Regions from separate parts of the Callithrix jacchus genome. Here region 1 is linked to region 2. The links are chromatin contacts, called in public Hi-C maps. All regions are on one chromosome and are shown on one strand. Each heading gives the region's core, a stretch centred on a gene start, on an enhancer-like site or on the middle of the called end of the contact. The rest is flanking DNA. Distances are from core to core; before and after follow the strand shown.

Region 1 (6,888 bases), core at 482-2,981, 140 kb after region 2:
CCCTTTTGGGCATACAAGCAATGAAAAGCTTTGTAACTGACGAATGGCATTTAAAAGCTCTGCTATAAGTAAGTGTAAACTGCTGATTTCTTATGAAGTCATTTTGCTTTTGAACTTTATTCCTTGTCAAGGAGCTATTAGTTAACTATAACCATTTCAAGTACAGAATAACCACTCAATAAGTTTTAGGGATGATTTAACACATAGTTTTTTATTTTAAAGTAATACATAAGTTGCTAAAACTAACACTTTCAAAACTTTCAGGAAAGGACAAAAAGGAAGTCAAAATACAAATTAGAACACACACATAAAGCTTATTAACTTCATTTATCTTAAAATAGCCATGTTGCTCAGGCACAAACCTTAAGTATAATCAACAAGACCAGAAAAAGCGAATGAATGGTGTGTGAATGAATGCATGTGTACACAAAAGCACACTCAGGTCTCCAAAGTTGAAATGACATGAAAGCGCTTTGTAAACTAAAAGGAGCCACAGAAAAAGGACGTGGTAGAGCAGCAGAGTTAAAAGCATGGAGCCAGCCTGCTTGGGTGTTAATTATATTAGCTGTGTAACCCTGTACGGTACAAGTTACAATACTAAAATTCCCTGTGCTTTAGTTTCCTGTCAAATGGGAATAAAAGTATCTGTCCCAAAACAAAGCTCTTAATACAGTGCCTAGTGCATAGAAAGCACAAAATAAATATTGCCCATCATTATTATCACACTGGCTAATATTCTTATTGGCTAATATTAGTTATTAGCAAGTAAAAGCCTCAGTGGATGATGTTTCAATTCAAGTCTGTAGCTAGTTATCCAAAGAAACTCCAAAAAACCAGTAGGTTTAAGCTATTAGGTGGACTAGTTTCTCATAATTCTCCAAAGTGCTGAACTGATGATTAGTACAGAACTAATTTCTCTTACATTTTTTTAAAATTAGCAAACAAACTGACCAAGGTACCTCTGTTTTCAAGGAACTTTATAAGCCACAAGAAAACAAACCAACTCTGTTATCTCCATATTTAAGCAATTTAAGAGCGTAGTAAAAGCCTAGATACTGTTACAGAACAACTTTTCAAAAAATACAATAAGGTTTTTAAAGTTGTAACCAGCAATTCTTATGCAGTTATGTCAAGTTTTTGTCCCGCGAAACAAAAGCTTATCTGTCAGGAATCCGAGGACCCGTCAGAAAATAAGGAAATGCCTAGGCCGGGCCTAGGCGCTGTGCGGAAAACCTGTCCTCAAAACAGTTCGCCCCACACGCGTTCTGTCCTTCCCCTTCTCCAGGTGCAGCTGTCGACTCCACCCGAATATAAATAAGTGACAGCAGGTTCTGTCCACGCCTCTCCCGGGCCAGGCCACTGAAGCCCCCCGGAGGCCCCCCGCGCCTGCCGCCCAACACTCCCCGCCGCGGCCAGCAGAGGGGCTCCGCCCCGGCCTTGCCGCCCCGCCCCGCGACCCCGGCAGAGCCGCCGCGAGCCCGGCCGAGCCGAGGCCGCCGCGGGGCCTGTAGGTGGGCCTCGGCGCGGTCAAGCCCGGCTGGAGAAGCCCTGCCAAGGAAGGGGAGCTGCGGGCGCGGGGCTCGCTCCGGCTCGGCAGCCACTTACCGGCGCCTCATGGTACCGCGGTGCCTCAGCCTAGCCTGGGCGCTGAACGTCCGCGCCCGGTAGCCTGGAGTGTCCCTCGGCTTCTGGGCCGAGTCCCACTAAGGGCCATTCAAACGCGGCCGCGCGCGTGGCCCGCCGGGATAGCTGGCGCTGTAGCCGTCCCGCGGGCTCCGCCCAACGTTGACTCCGCCCCTCTGGGGGTCGCGAAGTGCCAGAGGGAAAAGGACGTGTACCTACAGTGCCTCCTGGTGGCCAGAGCTACGCAGGGCAGCCTAGTTATGGCGCGAGAAGTAATATTGCGATAGGAACTGAAGGTGGGTAAAAGTCAACGAATGACGGACCCTGCACTAGGGACAAGTTAGCGGGGGAGACCGTGCCTTAGTGTTGTACCGGGAGGTGCAAACAATTTCCTATAAAGTTATGGTTCTGGGAGATTTATTCATTCACACCTATTTAAATACACTAAGGGTCTGGGCACAGTGGCTCACACCTGTAATCCCAGCATTTTGGGAGGCCAAAGCAAGAGGTTCGCTTGAGCCCAGGAGTTCAAGAACAGCCTGGACGACATGGTGACAACTGCTCTTGACCCCCCCCACCTCCACCCTCTATCTTTATAAAAATAAAAATAATAAACGCACTAAGGCATAGTTTCTAAAAGCATGGATTGTGGAACTGTGACACTGAGCAAGTCACATAAACTCCTAGGTGCTTTGCTTTCACCTTCTGTTAAGTGGGGATAATAACAATAGTATCTTCGTCTTCGTTTTCTGAGGATTAAATGAATTAATACACATAAAATGCTTAGAGGAGTGCCTGGCATATGGTAAGCACTACATGTTTGTTAGTCATCATTTTTTCAGTTCCCATTATGTACCAAACTTTGTGCTAAACTCTTAAGAACACAAACAATGTACATGATGCAGAATCTGTCCTCGGGAAGACGGTTCAGTCTTGTTGGGATGGGGAACACTAAATTAGATTATGAAGTTACAGTTGGGTCTCTTGATAATGAACTTTTAATTACTGAGTGCAATTCTTTTCACTAGAACCAGGCCTCTCACCTTCATAGATAAGCCACTGGTCAAGGTTAGCCAAGCTGTGACAGGAGCAAGTTTGCCTATGGTGGTCCTCTCACCCCCTACAGAAGCCAACCAAGCAGTGCATTTGATGCAACACTTCCTCACCACAAGACTACATGCTTGGCTTGATTTTTCAGGCACTCATTTCGGAACTCTACAAGGCTTGCCTAGGGAGCAGGCTGCTTAAGTTCAGTTTAACAGTATTTTTGAAAGCCCACCATGTGCCAGGAAAATTTTGCTGGAAATAGCCTCAAGCAGCTCACAATGGCTTGGAGAAACAGGAAAAGAGACCATTCCAAAACACTGCAGTGATAAAAGGCATCTCCTAAATGCTGTGGGAGTTTGGTGCAGTCAGAAGCCTGTCAGATAAACTGGTCAGAACTAAGATGTCATCAGGTTGTTATAACCTTATGTATTTTTCCTCCCTAGTAACAGAGTCCTTACTTGGTAAAAAAAAAATAATAAGTAATGGTGAAAACTGAGGCAGGGCTTTTGGGCAGTGGGAAAATAGTTTTAGGATATTTTGCATAAGCAACACCTTTGAGAGCTTCTCGACTGCACCAAGCGTAAGCAGGCACATACCTATGTGTGGGACCACATCTGTTAGCAGGTGGTACTGTTGAGAGAGTCCAGCTAGGTGACTAAACGAAGCTGGAACCCTTGTTTCCATGGATGTACAATGAAGAGTATTTCCTGAATATGATTTCCACTAAGTATGTGTGTTGTTTTAAAGAAAATAAAAACTCAGCACACATGGGTGAAGTCACTTTCTCTCCAGTAATTTCTTCATCATCATAAAAAGGAATTTCTTGATGACTCACTATACAAAAGACACTATGCTGGTCTCTCATCGGAAGAATAGGGTAAAAAGAGTGTACTATATTATCCTTATCCTCAAGGGAGGCTAAATGAAGAGGTAAGACAAATAATGAAGTCGTGAAACTCAGGGAATCTGCTGTGTTAACACAGAAGAACCTCAGCTCATACAACAGAGGCCAGAGGAGAACCTTAATATTCTCATTTCTGGAGCTTGTTTGGGGCACAGGATCTCAGGCAGGTTAATCTCCAGAGCCAAGTTATAAAGTTTATGGTAGTGATGGGCAGCCCAGGCTTCCACATCTCATAATTTAACATAAAAATAAGGAAAACTGCCTTTACATTTTGCTACTTTTGGAATATATACAAAAACTATCATTTTAGTGATAAAAATGCAGGGCAAATTTATTCATTGATAGTTTTCCTATCAATAAAGTTGAATTTTTTTCCCCTTTGGGGCTCAATAAACTTTGCTTTCTTAATAAAAAAAAGTACAGCCCATACATTGAAAAACACCCCTACATCAGTGCATGTATACAAAAAGGTGGTTCACTGATAGCCTTCGCAGTTGGCAATCTCCAAGGTAGACAACTCCTCTGGCCATTCCTTCATTTCTTCCTTCTGAAGAGAACAAGCAGCTAAGTTAGCTATCCTGCCTCACATTCCCCTCTCTATGGGGTGCAGAATCATTCAAGGACAGTGTGTAGAGTGACCCACATGAGAAAAGGGCTGCCATGCAGTCCTGTTTACACTGCTTGATGGCAGGCAGGGGAGGGATGATGGAGCTGGGCCTGATAAGCTAGAAAGGATTTTGACAGACAGGGTGTTCCAGACAGAGAGGGGGAAATGCAAAGTAAGTTCTAGCACTGCAGTCTATTCTGATTTGAGTGGAGGGAAAAGTGCTTGGAAGAGTCATAGGAGTGAGGATTGAAAAGGTATGTAGGTACCTGATAGGTTGTGAAGATCTGGAATTATCAAGCAAAGGTGTTTGAAGGTAAAGGGGTCAGCAAAGACAGTTGAGCAGGGGAATAGCTTAGTGAAGTCAGTGCTTTAGAAGGATTGATCTGTTTGGGAGGCTGAGGTGAAAGGATCACCTAAGGCCAGGAGTTGGAGACCAGCCTGGGCAACATAGCAATACCTCATTTCTACAAAAATTTTAAAAAATAGGTATGGTGGTATATACCTGTAGTCCTAGCTATCCGAGAGGCTGAGGTGGGACCACTTGAGCCAAGGAGCTCAAAATTATTATAGTAAGCTATAATTACACCACTGCACTCCACCAAGAGAGTAAGACCCTATCTCTTAAACACCAACAACAAGAAGGGCTGATTTGTCACCAGGATGCTAGATGGCTAGGGGTAGGGAGGAAAGACTGAAGGCAAGAACATTAGGTATAAAAGTGTAGTTCAGTCCAGGGTCCAAGGAGCCATAGCATTTACTGCACTGTGTGTCATTCTCCTTGACTGAGACTGATGCTGAGCCTGACAGAGGACAATGCCTGAAGGGACCTAAAAGACAGCAACAGCTCATCGACTCCACAAGTAATGACATCCACTGCTAATTCAAAGTGAATCATGTAGTTCATTTGGAGTCAGGATTAGAATCCAGGTTTCTCAGGCTGGAGTGCAGCCGCAAGATCTCAGCTCACTGCAGCCTTGACCTCCTGGGCTCCAGTGATTCTCCCACCTAAGCCTCCCAAGTAGCTGGGACTACAGATGCAAGAAAGTATGCCTGGCTAATTTTTCTATTTTTTGTAGAGACAGGGTTTCACTATGTTGCTCAGGGTGATCTCAAACTCCTGGGCTCAAGTGATCTGCCCACCTTAGCCTTCCAAAGCACAAGGATTATAGGTGTGAGCCACCACACCAGGCATGGAAAATCTAATACTAGTTTTCTTTTCCTTGCAAAACAAAATTTGTGCAAAAACTTGAATCCTTAAAACTTTAATTTCAACTCAAAGCTCCATTTCCATAAATAACCTATTATTTCTAATGATCTTTGAATATTTTAAAAATAACAAGCAAAGCTTTACAGGCAAAACCTTCATCTTTCTCCTGAAGAGTTCTAGCATGCATATAGAGCAGTTGCCCTCACTGTATTCTGTGGAACACTGATTCTATTGGATGTTAACAAATGTATTAAGAAAAAAAAAACCCAAAAAACAAAAAACAGGTTCCTTATTTAAGTAGATTGGGAAAGAAAATTATAGGAAATTCTTTACTAAACAATTTCTTGTTATTTTCATATGTTATACTAATAGCACTAAGACTCACTTGGGTGTGTGTGCAGAATAAAATATGTAGAATTTTTCAAATTTATTTAACCTTTGAACCATCCTCAGCCTAGTCCTGATGTTTCATTTTCTGAAACAGAGTTTCACAAATTATACCATGAGGATTCCTAGGATAAAGAAATGAGTGATCCAGAGTACCCCACTGAGGCCAAAGCAACTTATTTATTTATTTTTGAGACAGAATCTTGCTCTATCACCTATGCTAGGGTGCAGTGGCACTACCTTGGCTCACTGCAACCTTCGCCTCCCAAGTTCAAGCAGTTCTGTGCCTCAGCCTCCCAAATAGCTGGGATTACAGGCGCCTGCCACCAAGCCCAATTTTTTGTATTTTTAGTAGAGACGGGGTTTCACCATCTTGGCCAGGCTGGTCTTGAACTCCTGACCTCGTGATCCACCCACCTTGACCTTATAAAGTGCTGGGATTACAGGCCTGAGCCACTGTGCCTTGCCCAAAGCAACTTTAATTTAGGTTATAGTTTACTAATTTTTATAGCATGCAGGGAACAATTTAAGTAGAGAGAATATATGATTCCAATGATAAACTTAATGAAAAATGTTCGTTTAAAGCTTATTAAAGCAGGGGCCAGGTGTGGGCTCATGCCGGTAATCCCAGCACTTTGGGAGGCCAAGGCAGGAGGACTGCTTAAGCCCAGGAGTTCAAGACAAACCTGGGCAACATAGTGAGACTCTGTCTCAAACAAGTAGTAAGTTAAAAAAATTTATTAAAATATAATAAAAAGGCCAGGTGTGGTGGCTCATGCCTGTAATCCTAGCACTTTGGGAGGCCGAGATGGGTGGATCACCTGAGGTCAGGAGTTTGAGACCAGCCTGGTCAACATGGTGAAACCCTATCTCTACTAAAAACAGAAAAATTAGCAGGGCATGGTGCTGGGCACCTGTAATTCCAGCTACTCAGGAGGCTGAGACAGGAAAACTGCTTGAACCCGGGAGGCTGAAGTTGCAGTGAGCCCCGATTATGTCACTGCATTCCAGCCTGGGTGACAGAGTGAGTCTCAAAAAAAAAAAAAAAAAAAAAAAGGAATAAGAAGAGTATCTTGAAAATTAAGACAAAATTGCATGAAAATCATTGCCCCA
Region 2 (7,135 bases), core at 3,539-6,038:
TTAGCTGGGCATGGTGGTTCACAGCTATACTCCCACCTATTCAGGTGGCTGATGTGGGAGGATCCCTTGAGTACAGGAGTTGAAGGAAGCACTCCAGCCTGAGCAACAAAGTGAGACCCAGTTTCTTTAAAAAAGAAAAAGAAACAATATATAAAAGTTGTGTGACAGTTTTATTTTAAAAGTCAATCTATACAATATGTTTGGAAATTTTATATTTTGAAATTCTCTGATCCATTGATAAAAATGTGTTAGATATAAACTTTAAAGTACATTGCACATGGTTTCCCAAAATTTTTTAGGCAGAATTTACAAGCAAAAAAGTTCAGTTGTCTGTGTTGATATTGAAAATATGTAAGTGAAATAATGGTCAGTGAGAAAAGCAACTTAAAAAACAGAATATGTTAATAAGGATAAGGATGCCAAAATAATTACAGTTGTGAGCAATTTTGTTTGTAGCATGAGGAGAGGAGGTCAATTTCATGGATTACCAAGAGCTAATCTTGAAGCAATCTTCTGTTGGGACACTTAAGCACGTGAAGTTTCTAACCAAATTTTTTCCAGAAAGCTTCAAGATTTTCAAGGAAAATAGAGTCTAGAGGCTGTCATTTCAGTTTGAGCTTTTACAGGCTCTCAGTCTCTAGCTGGCTGACATGTTGCTGGTGGCTCCTTTCAGCAACAATAAAGGCGCAAGTGCCTTAGACACCTGCCTGTAACTGACTGACATTTCTTCCTTCCAGGTTCCCACTAAACTTGAACAGAAAATTAGAGATTTTCCTTTTACCAAGGGAAATGAAAATGTCAAAGGCATCTGGTATTAATTACTACTCAGGCTTTACTTACAAAGAAAAGTTTGATCAGAATAAATCATCTCCAGATTCTACTTTTTAGTATAGCTATAAACAGCTGTCTCATCTTTTATTGAACATAAGTCATTTTAAAAGGAATATGAAAAGCTGCAATGTAAACATGAAGCAAGAAAGCAGGGGCCGGGCGCTGTGGCTCAAGCCTGTAATCCCAGCACTTTGGGAGGCCGAGGCGGGTGGATCACGAGGTCAACAGATCGAGACAATCCTGGTTAATCTGGTGAAACCCTGTCTCTACTAAAAATGCAAAAAATTAGCTGGGCATGGTGGCGCATGCCTGTAATCCCAGCTACTCAGGAGGCTGAGGCAGGAGAACTGCCTGAACCCAGGAGGTGGAGGTTGCGGTGAGCCGAGATCACGCCATTGCACTCCAGCCTGGGTAACAAGAGCGAAACTCTGTCTCAAAAAAAAAAAGAAGAAGAAAGCAAAGGTCTGCTAATACCCACAATAATTGAAGATGGTATCAATATTACCTTAAAACCTTATAACCATACTAAAACATCAGTTGCCAAAAAAAAAAAAAAAACAAGCATGTGAAGGAATCACTCAACAGTCCTCCACACATCCCTTTTTCAAATCTCAAAGTTCCAGGGCATTTTAGAGCAGCAGTTGAAAGAACAGGCTCTGGAGTGAAAATGCTGGGGTGAAATCCAGGCTCAGCAATTTTCTGGTTGAGTGATATTAAAAAGTTATTTCACCTCTCCTAACTTTGAGTTATTTAATGGTGCGTCAGCCGTTTCATCTCATATTAAGTGCTCAACAAATGTGAATTACTGTTATTTATACAGGAAAGAAAAAGAAAAAAAACTGCAACTACTGCCAACAGGCCTTGTCTTCCTCTCTGCTAACAGCTCATCACAAAGATAAATACTAAAGAATCCTAGTATTGGGGGCTGGAGGAGAGGGGTGGGGTTGAGCGGTTGTTTATTTAGTTAGTAAGTTAGTTATTTGAGACAGAGTCTCACTCTATCAGCCAGGCTGGAGTGCAGTGGCACAATCACAGCTCACTGCAGCCTTTGCCTCCAGGATTCAAACAATCCTCCTGCTTCAGCCTCCCTTGTAGCAGGGACTACAGATGCACCCCACCACACTTGGCAATTTTTATATTTTTTTATAGAGATGGGGAGTCTCATTATGTTGCCCAATCTGGTCTTGAACTCCTGGACTCAAGTGATCCACCCGCCTCAGCCCCGCTAAAGTGCTGGGATTAAAAGTGTGAGCTAGCACACCCAGCCAGTTTTTTTTTTTTTTAACGATTATGTCTAGTACAGTAATGCTTCTAGTGAGCATTCTGTGAAGATAATTATGCATTCCCATAATCAGTAAGTTTAGAGCTCAGACCATTTTCACAAGGAATGATATAAGAGCAAGAGACTAAGAAGAGGTGTACTCAAATTCGTACTCAAGTAAGTTACCTTGGAGTATTACATAGCTATCTAAAAGTTGGTTAGTTTGATTTTGTTTTCCATTTACATGCAGTGGTCCAAACTAGAAAGCAAAGGTGTAAACAATACTGGTTTCTGAAGGTGGACAACTGGTCCTTACATGGCTGAGAGTCTATTACGATTTTTTTTTTTTCTTCTGATCATTTCAACTACTCTCTCCTTGGGGTACAAATGCACCATGGGGTATGAGAACGAGAAAGATTCAGGAAAGTCAATCTTGTCTCATGTAATCATTAAGCACCAGAAATGGTATCCTAGCAAGACTAAATGCAAACAGTACTTCAGAATCTGAGAAATGGAAGGAACTTAGAGATCACCAATCCAAACCAAAATTAAGGAATAATCTGCCCAACATCCCTTCCTCCAGCTTTGACTGAAAACATGATGATTAAGGCATAAGACCAACTCGACAAAAGATAAAAGCCTAAACTTTTAACAGAACGTTACAATACTAGCTTAAATTTTTTAAAGTCTTGGGTTATTCTTTCTTTAATGATATACCATCATTTCACCCAATTTAACTCAACAGAGATTAACAAAACAGAAGCACCTTCACTCACTCAATTCAACTTAAAGACACTTAGTAAAGTCCTGTGTGCCAGACACCATAGTTAATACCAAAGGTATCATTACTACAATTACTCTTAAAGCAGGATCTCTGCAGCCAAGGATTGTCTACTTTGTTCTCGGCAAAGTGACTGTTTCACAAAAAAGTAACAGATAAAATATAGTTGATTCAAGCCAGCTTGGTATAAATCCCAGCTCTGCTACTATCTGTGAAAGCTTAGTCAATTAACCTATAAAAATAAAAATTATTATATATATTATATAATACACTGTGTTTATTATATACTATTGTATTACATAATTCTACATTATGTACATATTACATATATATAAAATACAGATATAAGAACAAAATGTGATACAAAGTCGGCACTAGGTTGGTCTATAGTTTCTGGCATTACCTTCCTCAAATACTAGGTAAACTGACCCAAAAATGTTTTTATATCTCATTCAAGTTTTGCCTATTACCTACCTTAATCCGAACAAGACTTAAGTTTGTTACATTTAAAGTTTTATAATTTTTTTCCCAGCTTTGTATTGTATACAATTACTCTCTTTAGGGATATCTTATCTGCTGTGCCCTTAAGATGTAAATATTTCAGTAATAGCAAATTTGGCCTCATTCAAAAAAGAATTTTTTAAATCTGTGTGCATAAGAATTTAGAATATAAAGATGGTCTTGTCCTATAGATGTTAACAGAACAGCTCATAAAAAGGCAGTCCTCCAACTTCCTTAGCTGAGATATGATTGAGTTTGCCCCCATATATATCAACCCCTGCTCCAATCTCTGAAAACTTTCTATGAATGTGTCAATAAGACTGATGATATTGCTATATAAACTCATAATTTGACTGCTCAAACATTTATAAGTTGAAAATTAAAAACGACGAAGGACAGTGGTCCCTGATTGCTACACGTATAGGTGTAATAAAAGAGAATTACGATATTACAAAGAAATATGCATCTGATCCCGCCCCCAAATACTAGAGTCCAGTCGCACGGGTCGTTCTTTCATTCAACAAACTGTTTTTATTATGCGCCTACTGTGTACTAGGCACTGTACAGACAGTAAACAAAAAAGACCAAAAATTCCCTTCCCTCCCAGTTAACAGGAGCGTCCTGTAGTAAGGCTGCCAAGGCCTCGGCACCGAGAGACCACGCCCTGGCTGCGCCTCAGTCCCACAGTGGTTAATCGTGCAGACATCCCAGCCGGCCCCACGGGCAGCCGAGACTTGCAGCCCCAACACAAGGCCTTGGTCTCTGGGTTCCTAACCCCGACCCTGGGGCAGGCTAGAAAGCCCTCCGACCTCTGCCGTCTAGCGCCAGCAGGGACCGGAGGCCGCCAGGAACGCCAAGCTCACAAAACAAGCGCGCCCCCGCCACCTTCCGCCGGTCCCGCGCATGCGCCGCCGCCGCCGCCACTCTGGCGCGCGCCTGGCACGGTCGCTGGCGGCTCTTGACTAGCTGCCCCTACCCCATTTGCCCGAATTCCACGCCGTCCGGCCCCACCAGCCGTCGCCCCTTACCGGCGCGCTGGCCCCGGCACCCTGGCCTCCCGGCTCCCGGCGACCGCCTCGCGGGGCGCCTCTTCCTCCTCGGCCTCCGCGAGCGCCGCGGAAGCCCCGGCCACGGCCCCGGCGGCCGCCTCCGTCCCCGCCGCCGCCACCTCTGGCTACCGCCGCTGCGGCTCCTGGTCGCTCGCTGTGGCGGTCTCTGCCGGGCCTATCGCGGCCGGGCCGCCGCCCGCGGCCTCCCCGACCTCCGAGCTCCGCCTGCATCTGACCGCCACTGGCAGTGCTGAGCACGAGGGAGCCGAGCCGCAGCGGAGACTCCCCGGCCCTACCGGAAGCGGGCCGCACGGAGGAGCCGCGAGCGGTCGGCGCCCGGTGGCCACGGGGTGCTGGGCCGGGGATGGAGGCCGGCCGCGGCGGGGCGGGGCAGGGCGGCGCGGCCGAGGTCCCGCAGGTGGGACCGGAACTGGGACTGCGGGAAGGCCAGACTGGTGGGAGCTGGGAGTGGTGGGGGTCTGCATTGGTGGCGGGGTGGGGTTCTCAAGGCCTCAGAGATAGGTGGAGGGGACCATGGAAAGTGCAAGGACGGGTCTTAGAATTTGTATAATACGGACTTTTGGGGGAAAAATGTTTAAATGTGTGCATTCACATAAAGGTTTAAACAAATAATAGACTCAAAAATGTTAGTGGTTAACTGTGCCGAGATTTCCAGTGAGTTAATTTTTTTCTTCCATTTTAATTTTCAGGAATGAATATGTATCATTTTAAAACTATACCGAAGTCAGGGTTCAGAAGTGTGGATGTAAAAACAGTGTGTGTGTTTGGTGAGAGGCAGAATGCAGCACCTGGGAGAGAGCAGTGCACACTGGGAGATGGCTAGAAGGGGCTTAAATGTTCTCAGAATTTCTGTAGAAATTACTACTGTAGCTCACATTTATTGAGCACATGAGTACTTCATTCTCATAACAGCTCTGTGAGGTAGGGACTACTGTTACCTTTATTCTGCAGGTGAAGGTAACAGCCTTAGAACGGTTAAAAAAAAACTTGTCTGAAGTGAACAACTAGGTAGTGGTGGAACTGACATTCTAAGGCAGTCTCACTCCAGTCCCTTCTTTGGACCAAGGAGAAAAAAGGGAGGGGGACAGTTGGTTACACGGATGGAAGCAGTTTTTAACTTGGTACTGAAACCACATGAAAATAATGAAAGCAAGGGCTAAAATGTCAGTGTAGCAGAACAAGTGTTTTCTTCTCTCTCAGTACTTTCTGGTTCTTTCCTATATCCATACATAGTTAATACTTTTCATTGCTTCTAGTTGTCTACTCTGCATCAGGCACAGTGCTATGTCCTGAAATTAAAAAAAAAAGACCTTGCCCCTGTCCTCATGTAGCTCACTGCCCACAAGGAAGATAATCTAGTCCTGTGAGCAGATGATTACAGTACAGTACAGTGTTGCCAAGTGCAGTGAGAGATTCAAGGTCAAGGCCCAAAGAAGAAAAGTTTAATTATGTTTAAATGGGTTACCCAAGGCTTCATGAGAAATAGACGATGAGCTAAAGCCTAATGATTGAGTAGGAGTTTGCCTGGTTGGTAAATGGGTGTAGGGGAGCCTTCCAAGCAGAGGGAACTATTGAACTCCAGAGAAACAGTCTTAAAAATAGTAACACTTATATGCACCAAACACTATTCTATATACTTCTCATATAACTTCATTTGAGACTAATAAGCTGCCCTATGAGGTAAGCTAGTGTTGTCCACATTTTACAGACAGAGAGGGATCAAAAACTGATGTTAAGTAACTTCCAGGATAACACTGCTACAGGCCAGAAAGATGTCTTTATTTACTGTGTTGTTTTGAACAGCTCTATCTACTACTACTGAGGGGTGCTCACAAGCTCCAGCGGAGGGACTCTGGCATGAGCTATTCTTTCTGCCCAGAATTCACAACCTGTACTCTGGTGGAGAAAAGGGAAAGTGAAGAGCTTATCAGGTCATAAGAGTACTTTGACTTGAAGGGCTGGAGTCATGATTAGAGAACTGAAAATGAAAGGAGCAAACTCCTAAAATACAGAATACAAGACAATATCTTCTCTCTCCTTCCACCCTCATTCTGAGCTGCTGACTTTCCTATTTCATGAAGAAATGGAAGCAACCAGGAATTTCCAGTGTTGCTATTGCTACAACTCCCAGCCTACCTGTATCTGTACCTATGTTTCCTGCCTTCCTTCCTGTTAGTGTAGAGGGGTCTCTGCCCCAGTCCAAGATGAGGCCTCTATTACTGCACTAGATCTTATCTGTGCTCACCTACTTGGGGACATCTCTCCAGCAGATGCTCCCACTCTCGCCAGAACATCATTTTTTTTTTTTAATTTTTTATTGGATTATAGGTTTTGGGGTACATGAGCAGAGCATGCAAGACAGTTGCGTAGGTACACACATGGCAGTGTGCTTTGCTTTTCTTTTCCCCTTCACCCACATTTGGCATTTCTCCCCAGGCTATCCCTCCCCACCTCCCCCTCCCACTGGCCCTCCCCTTTTCCCCCGAATAGACCCCAGTGTTTAGTACTCCCCTTTCTGTGTCCATGTGCAGAACATCATTTTTACCTTCTAACGAATCATTCACATTAGCATCCAAGCATGCTATATTTTTACCTTTAAAAAAAATGAAGGCCACGCACGGTGGCTCATGCCTATCATCCCAGCACTTTGGGAGGTCGAGGTGGGCAGACCACAAAGTCAGTAGATCAAGA

What was found. Hi-C and Micro-C count contacts between places; a contact is called where the count stands out from the background.
Region 1: a contact with region 2 is called in a Hi-C map of skeletal muscle, with 4 times the contacts expected there. The contact joins the promoter of KATNBL1 here to the promoter of AVEN in region 2. A contact is called at or near these places in 2 of 3 Hi-C or Micro-C datasets (both in skeletal muscle).

Annotation. Positions count from the first base shown.
Region 1 is chr8:53,909,152-53,916,039 of calJac240_pri, forward strand. It overlaps KATNBL1 (katanin regulatory subunit B1 like 1), which reads right to left and starts at 1,732. Exons shown (of 10, transcript XM_035259937.3): 1 at 1,606-1,732.
Region 2 is chr8:53,763,821-53,770,955 of calJac240_pri, forward strand. AVEN (apoptosis and caspase activation inhibitor) reads right to left here and starts at 4,789. Exons shown (of 5, transcript XM_078334430.1): 1 at 4,403-4,789. The coding sequence starts at 4,654. All of the region lies in intron 1 of CHRM5 (cholinergic receptor muscarinic 5), which reads left to right.